2 separate regions of the Sus scrofa genome follow, and region 2 is linked to region 1. Evidence: chromatin contacts called from public HiChIP or PLAC-seq data. All regions are on one chromosome and are shown on one strand. The core of a region is the stretch at or near the end of the contact, and the rest is flanking DNA. Distances in the headings are between cores, read along the strand shown.

Region 1 (3,489 bases), core at 518-3,017:
TGAGCAAGGCCAGAGATCGAACCCGTGTCCTCATGGATACTACTCGGGTTCGTTAACCACTGAGCCACAACGGGAACTCCCATTCATTCATCAGTTATTAAATACATACTCTATGTCAGGCATTGTGCTAAGTTTGAGAATTTGGTGAAAAACATTTTTTGCCTTTGTATAGGTAAGAAGCTAGTGAATGTGACATTACTATGAGACAACTGGTAATGATAATACAATGTAGTGCAGGCCTAAGAGAGAGAAAGAAAGAGAATACTCCTAGAATATATAGAACAGTTTCCCTACATAGACCTGGAGTGGTGAGAAGTCCATGTACCCTTTTGCTGTTGACCCTTCCTTAAGGAGAGAATTGTAGGATGATGATCAATAATTTCACAAATAGAACAGGACATGTGAGTGCTAACAAGATTAAAGTGATGACATGTCCGATTAGGTCTTCAGAGATGGGCAAACTGAGAATGGAACTAGAGGTGATGTTGAAGGCAAAAGTAAGCGAAAGATAATGAGAAAAGGGGAGAGGAAAATGAAAGCGTTCCACAAGAGGAATAAGTTCTAGTGATCTGCTATGGAACAGAGTGTAGACCCATGACAATCCTGTATCATACCCTTGAGAATTTGTTAAGTGAGTAGAACGCATGCAATACATCTAAAAAAACAACAGCAATACCCCCACAATACAAACCCTCGTGTTGACCAGGCTGAATTTTAAAGGAGAGTGATGCCTGGTTCTCCATACCAGCCAGACCCCATCAAATACTTGATGTGTTTCCTTGTGTAATTTCTAACCTGTTGCCTTTATCGTTTTGAAGAAAAGTGGTTTATTTTAGAAATAAGACTAACATTTGATGTTTCCAAATACACTCTAATTGGATCAACTAGAGTGATTTTAAAGAAGTTGTTTGATGCGATGAGCTTTGGAATGGAAAAACTACCACTTACTTTATTTTTACACCTTGGTGCTTTATTTACTTCCCTTACATTGGCTTCCATTTTTTACGATCTTCATTGGTAACACATTCATTTAATGTTCTAGTATATCTCAAACCTTCCAAAGGTTTGAGTTGTCTGATTTGTGTAGGGCTTTTTAAGACATGCCAGGGGCTTTGCATGTACATATAAATTCCTGTCCTAAAACTAGTCTGGTAAGTTTCATTCATTTCAAGCAAATATTAGGCACCTACCATGGGCTCATAATTCTACTAGATGCTGAGAACAGCAAGTTGAATAACCTGATCATTGTCATTGAGGAATTTATAGTCCAGTGGAGGAGAGACGTATGTGCTGCTCAACAATTTCTTTTCTGTCCCCTGTGTTGTACACACACACACACATACACACACACACACACAAAGTATATGTACAACGCAGCCCCAATTTATACATACCTCCCCCACATCTGAGTCTCAAGTTGGCTTTGTCTCTAGTTTGAGAAGTTCTGGTTCTCCTCTAATGGCCTTTGATCCCCTTTCATGTGAACATTTTGCAGTAGCTTGTGAAATTTCAGCCTGCTTACTATGAAAGCTTTGTTTTCCCCTGCTTGTCTGTACTGGAAAGCTGGAATGCAAACATTTCACCTCATTTCCAGGGAGGATTTGGAGTTAAGCTCTCCCTGCTCTCAAAGAGAGTTAAATTTGCAGGTTTTAATTAACAAATGACTTTCTAAATCAAGACTTATTGTGAAAATGCCATAGGAGAAGGCGGCAACATAAAGGGAGATAACGCTTCTGAGAAGAGGGAAGCAGGAGAGAAGGGGTTTTCCAATGAGAGGGGCTGATCAGAGGGCCCCTTGGGAGCCTGGAGGTTGATCCTAGAGAAGCAATCTAGAAAGCTTTAGGCTGTTGCTCCAGAAAAGCAGGGTGAACAGGAAGGACGACAAAGAGGAGGGGCCCTGTCTGAAGGCCTAGTGGTTATAAATCTCAGAATCCCTGAGTTCACCGGAGGAGCCCCTTGGGTGGGAACAGGGCCCAAGCCAGCCATTCTCTGTGCCCACCCTGAGTACTGCCCAGCAGAGTGAAGCCCACTCAGGCGTACTCCACATGTCTTTAGCCAAATGGACCCTCGTCCACTCTTGCAAAGACCCCGAATATCCACACATCCTGGAGAAAACGGCAAAAGCTTTACTTTGAGTTGGCGTGAGGGGGAAAGGGGAAGTGCCCCCATACTTGATTAAGGGTGGAACCGAAGGAGTTAAAAATCAGCCTGCACTAACATGAGCACTGACCTCGCTCTTCCCCTGCTTTCCCACAGGCTGTCTAAGCTGGGCTCACCCACACAGTCATTTGCCACCAACCTCTTTTCGGTCCTCGTAGCAAGCCGTTAAATGAAAATTATAAATGTCAATTAATATTCTAGAAAAAATTTCAGGGAAAAACATGTATTTCTCTCCCTTTATACAACACTCTACTACCTTCGACTCTGCTTTGCTTGCAGTCTGCCTTTTCTCTGAACTTGACCTTCAGAGCAGACCCCAGATTTGGTGCGCCTAATACTTTCAGTGCTTTGGAATTTGGCTCATGTGCATGATTTTGACCTTTCCTTTCAAGGAGAGCTCAATTTTCCTGCTCCTACAGCGTCGGTGTCTCCTGCCCTACATGGAACCCTGGTCAATGCCTGCCCTTTGGCCAAGGCCCTAATCAGGCTACTTTCTCCCCTCATCTCACTGAACTAAATAGAGAAGATTCAGACCCTATTCCTGAACCTTAGGGCCAAGTCCAGGTTATTGTTACCACTGCCCTGTTTCTAATGAATCCTACCTGTAAGGTCCTTCTGTCAAGTTCCTTTGAGTTACCATGCTAATTTGTAGCTTTCTGGCAATTTCAGAGAGAGGACTTGTATTCTGCTCTGAAGGTAGAAAAGCAGGCCCTGGGTAAGCTCCTGTGTCAGGTAACTGTGAGAGCTCAGACCTATGGTCTCAAGACACACTGGTACTTGTCCTTTTTGAGCAGCTGATATGGTTCAAAAGGAACCCTCTGTACCACCTAAAATGTCTCATCCAGCCAGTGGGAAGAAGGCCCCGGGGGTGCCTATCACCCACACAAGGTTAAATTACAGGTTAACTTGTTTATACCTAACTAGAAAATTGAGTTACCATATCTGTGCAAGATCAGAAATTCCTACTGGGACAACATGGCAATTTTCTTCAGCTCCCTGTGTCCCTACAAAATGCAAGTCATCAAAAGGCACCCATTTTCTTATCTTGAAACTAGGCTGTGACACAGACATCCTAGCCATCAGTTCCAGAGGAGACTGCCTCACTTAACCCTAGACACGGTACCTCCCAAGGCCTGGAAAAAACAAACTCCATCACTTAAGCCTACTGTGCATAATAATAATGATTACTATTTGTTGAATGATTGCTTGAGGTAAGTAAGCTTTACGGTGACTCTATAAAGAAAATGTTATTATTCCAATTTTATGTATGAAGGATCTAGGTCTTAGCGAGATGGAGCCAAGCATACACATGAAGTGATAGAAGTGGGA
Region 2 (3,279 bases), core at 474-2,973, 160 kb before region 1:
ATGTTTCACTTCTCTTTAGAGCACGTAGCTCCACCTGCCATTATGCTATATGCGGTCACGCTTAGTTTTTTACTGTCTGCCTGGTTCACTCCAAGGGGGCTACTTGAGGGCAGGGATTTTTCTGGTAAATTTTTCTGTTCTGAGCACTTACAGCAATACCAGGTACACTGTAGCCATTCGGTAAGTGCCTGCTGATTGTATGAAGATGTATGAAATGCTCCTACTTACAATGATAACTAAAGGATAATCAAAAAAATTCCTTTGGTAGCTCTCTAGGAGGAAGGTACTTTTCCAGATGTTACGAGTTTTAGAATACAGGATATTACTAATACTTGGCTTCATTCAAAACTTTTCATTAATTTAAGACTTCTATAAAGCAATTCCAAAAGGAATTATGCATAGTAATAATACCCAAGGGGTGCCATGTGGCATACCTCCAGGGGGTGCTATTTTGCACTGTCATCTGTGTGACTGGCACCTCTTAAGGTTGTTTCATTCACAACTTCCCAAATGTAGCAGCCCCGGTGATACACTACCAGCCATTTACAGAGGACGTGATGTTCACCTCCAGATCTACCAGGTCGTCTTTTTTTACCCTCTTGTGGGAAGAGGCGAATCCACAGATAATTCATTGGAAAATGGAGACAAGATTTTAAGAGACCATTGTTTCTATTCTGTATTTAAAAATCTCTTTAGGAAATTTCTAGGAGGGTTGATGGCAGAAGAAGAATGGACGTGGCTTCCCGTGAGGCCTAAACAGGCTCGAGCATCTTAGAAACAGGAGGAGGATGCTCTTACACAGTAGGTGCTCAGTGAATGTCTGTCACCTTCCCTCCTGCCATCTCTATATATTCTTTTGATGTCATCATCAGAAGGCTTTCAAGTGCAAATTACAGAAATGGAAACCAAATCAGCCTAAAACAAAAAGCGAATTTATTGACTTAAGATTTGTCCAGCTTTAGGCTGGGCTAGATCCTCAGATTCAAACAATGTTACCAGAGCTTGCCCTCTCTCTCCTTTCTCTCAGCGCTGCTTCCTATATGTGTTGCATCAAGCTAAAAAGGTAAGCGCAAGACCCTTATGAGGAAATTGGAAATTTGTATTAAAGGATAGCAGGGAAAAAAAAAAAAACCCTGGATAAGTAGATGTGCTATGTTTAAAGATGCCAGTTCTCTCCAAGTTAATCTTTAGCATTGAATTATTCAGTTCCAGTACAGATCTCTACATAGGATTTTCTTATGGATTTTGAAAAATGAATACTAAAGCTAATGTGGAAGAGAAAATGGACTACAATGGCTGCGAAAAATTTAAAGAGAAGAGATAGTAAGAGTTGCACCACCAGATATTAAAACCAGTTTCATCCATTTAAGAAATACCCTTGAATAGTATCACAAGGGTAAAGGGAGCAATAACTGAGATAAGTGCTTCATCTGAAGGAAAGAGAAAGGGCAGACGTCAGTAAGGTTGGGTAGATCAGAAGCTTGGGTAGCGGGAGATCCTTCCTCTTCTTGTGTTAGTTCCTGTTTAGTGGCCCAGACACTGACCATCACCCGCCTGCCCACGCCATTCCTTACTTCCTCTTCATCTTCCTGACAAAGTCCTTTTCTCCCCCGGTATCATGTGCTTCAGGGGTGGCTGGTCACCCTGTCCCCCCAAGAGTGAGTCAGAGTTGGCCAGAATCATGGTCATTCCATCAGGTTTAGGAAAGGGCGTGGGGATATGAATTCTGCCCAAGGGAACACAAGAGAGTGGCTGCTAGGGTTTCTAGGAGAGTTTTCATCCTCCTCAAAGGGACTTAAAAAGGAACTTGAGGAAAGTTCTGCCTTATTGCCCATGATCTCTACTCAGAGAGGCAGTCATCTGGGAACCACCCCAGGGGGCAAGCTTGAAGACCAAAGCAACCTACTGAGCAGACAAAGGGGGAAGAGAGAAAATCCTTGGCCTTCGCTGACACTGAGTTCTTAAATTCACTAACCCTGAAGCTGCCCTGGTTTTCCTTATTTAAGAAAAGTGAGGAGTTCCCATCGTGGTGCAGTGGTTAACAAATCCGATTAGGAACCATGAGGTTGCGGGTTCGATCCCTGGCCTTGCTCGGTGGGTTAAGGATCCAGCGTTGCTGTGAGCTGTGGTGTAGGTCGCAGACGCAGCTCGGATGCCGTGTTACTGTGGCTCTGGTGTAGGCCGGTGTCTACAACTCAGATTAGACCCCTAGCCTGGGAACTTCCCTATGCTGCGGGAGTGACCCCAGAAAAGGCAAAAAAGAAAAAGAAAAAAGACAAGGAAGAAAAAGAGGTTTTAAGATGGTCCATAATAGTTTATTTATCTAATTGTCACTTCTCTGGTCATATCAGCTCTCCAGAATCTAGCTGAGAACCAGGTAGATTTGGAAAAACACAAAGCGTTTAGCAGTCAAACTGATGTCTTTACACATAGGAGAGAAACTTTCAGGCCCTCCTACAGAGTCTGAGTATTTAATTAATTCAGGGCTTCAAATAGGGCTATACACTGTCCTAAGGACACCATACATGTATTCAACACTTTGTACTTGACTTTTGCATCAGCATCAGGATCTGCTAGGCTGCCTCTTCTACCAATGAGAAGTCAAGTTCACCAGTGTTAAGAAGGGTGAGCCCATCAGAGACACTTGAAGTTTGTAAAAACACAAACCATGAATCTCACCCAAGACATTTTGGCTCAACACACCATGGGGAATGTGAGAAGCTGTTTTTACTAAGTTCCCAAGGTGATTTGGTACACAGCCAAGGGCAAGGAACAAGTCCTAGGTGACCCAAAAGCCCCAAGGCTTTTTCCACCACTCATCTACTCCTTCTTAGAGACAGGAACACAGACCATAAGAGTGTCCTGTGCCTTCTACTCTCTCTCTCTCTTTTTTTCCTTTTTAGTGCCACACCTGCAACATATGGAAGCTTCCAGGATAGGGGTCAAATCAGAGCTGCAGCTTCTGGCCTGCACCACAGCCACAGCAATGCCAGATCCAAACCACATCTGCAGCCTGTACCACAGCTGGCAGTAACACCGGATCCTTAGCCACTGAGTGGGGCCATGGATTGAACCCACATCCTCATACTAGGTGGGTTCTTAACCCACGGAGCCACAACAGGAAGTCCCTTCTATTCTCAATTAACAAAACAAAGTTGTTTGTTCAGGTGCTACAGGTTTTTCATCTTTCACTTGTGATACTTCTTAATGGTTTTAGAATGTGTCATTGTAGGTAACCTGAAACTTGACACAAATAATAAAGGAAATATTTTATTCTCA

The links. HiChIP or PLAC-seq counts read pairs in DNA pulled down with a chosen protein or histone mark.
Region 2: a contact with region 1 is called in an H3K27ac HiChIP or PLAC-seq map of alveolar macrophages. The contact joins two enhancer-like sites. A contact is called at or near these places in 1 of 5 promoter capture datasets (fetal skeletal muscle), 6 of 47 Hi-C or Micro-C datasets (fetal heart ventricle, fetal liver, psoas muscle and 1 more) and 1 of 2 datasets of contacts at active chromatin or transcription factors (alveolar macrophages).

Annotation. Positions count from the first base shown.
Region 1 is chr1:25,463,504-25,466,992 of Sscrofa11.1, reverse strand. No RefSeq gene overlaps it. Among named protein-coding and RNA genes, the nearest start is that of REPS1, 16 kb to the left of the region's middle. Within about 2 kb of position 1,767, at least 2 of the 83 cell types and tissues checked have an H3K27ac peak or open chromatin away from gene starts, as enhancers often do. A contact at or near this core is called in alveolar macrophages, where this site is marked.
Region 2 is chr1:25,621,450-25,624,728 of Sscrofa11.1, reverse strand. The region is part of intron 3 of ECT2L (epithelial cell-transforming sequence 2 oncogene-like); the gene reads left to right. Among named protein-coding and RNA genes, the nearest start is that of ECT2L, 21 kb to the left of the region's middle. Within about 2 kb of position 1,723, at least 10 of the 83 cell types and tissues checked have an H3K27ac peak or open chromatin away from gene starts, as enhancers often do. A contact at or near this core is called in alveolar macrophages, where this site is marked.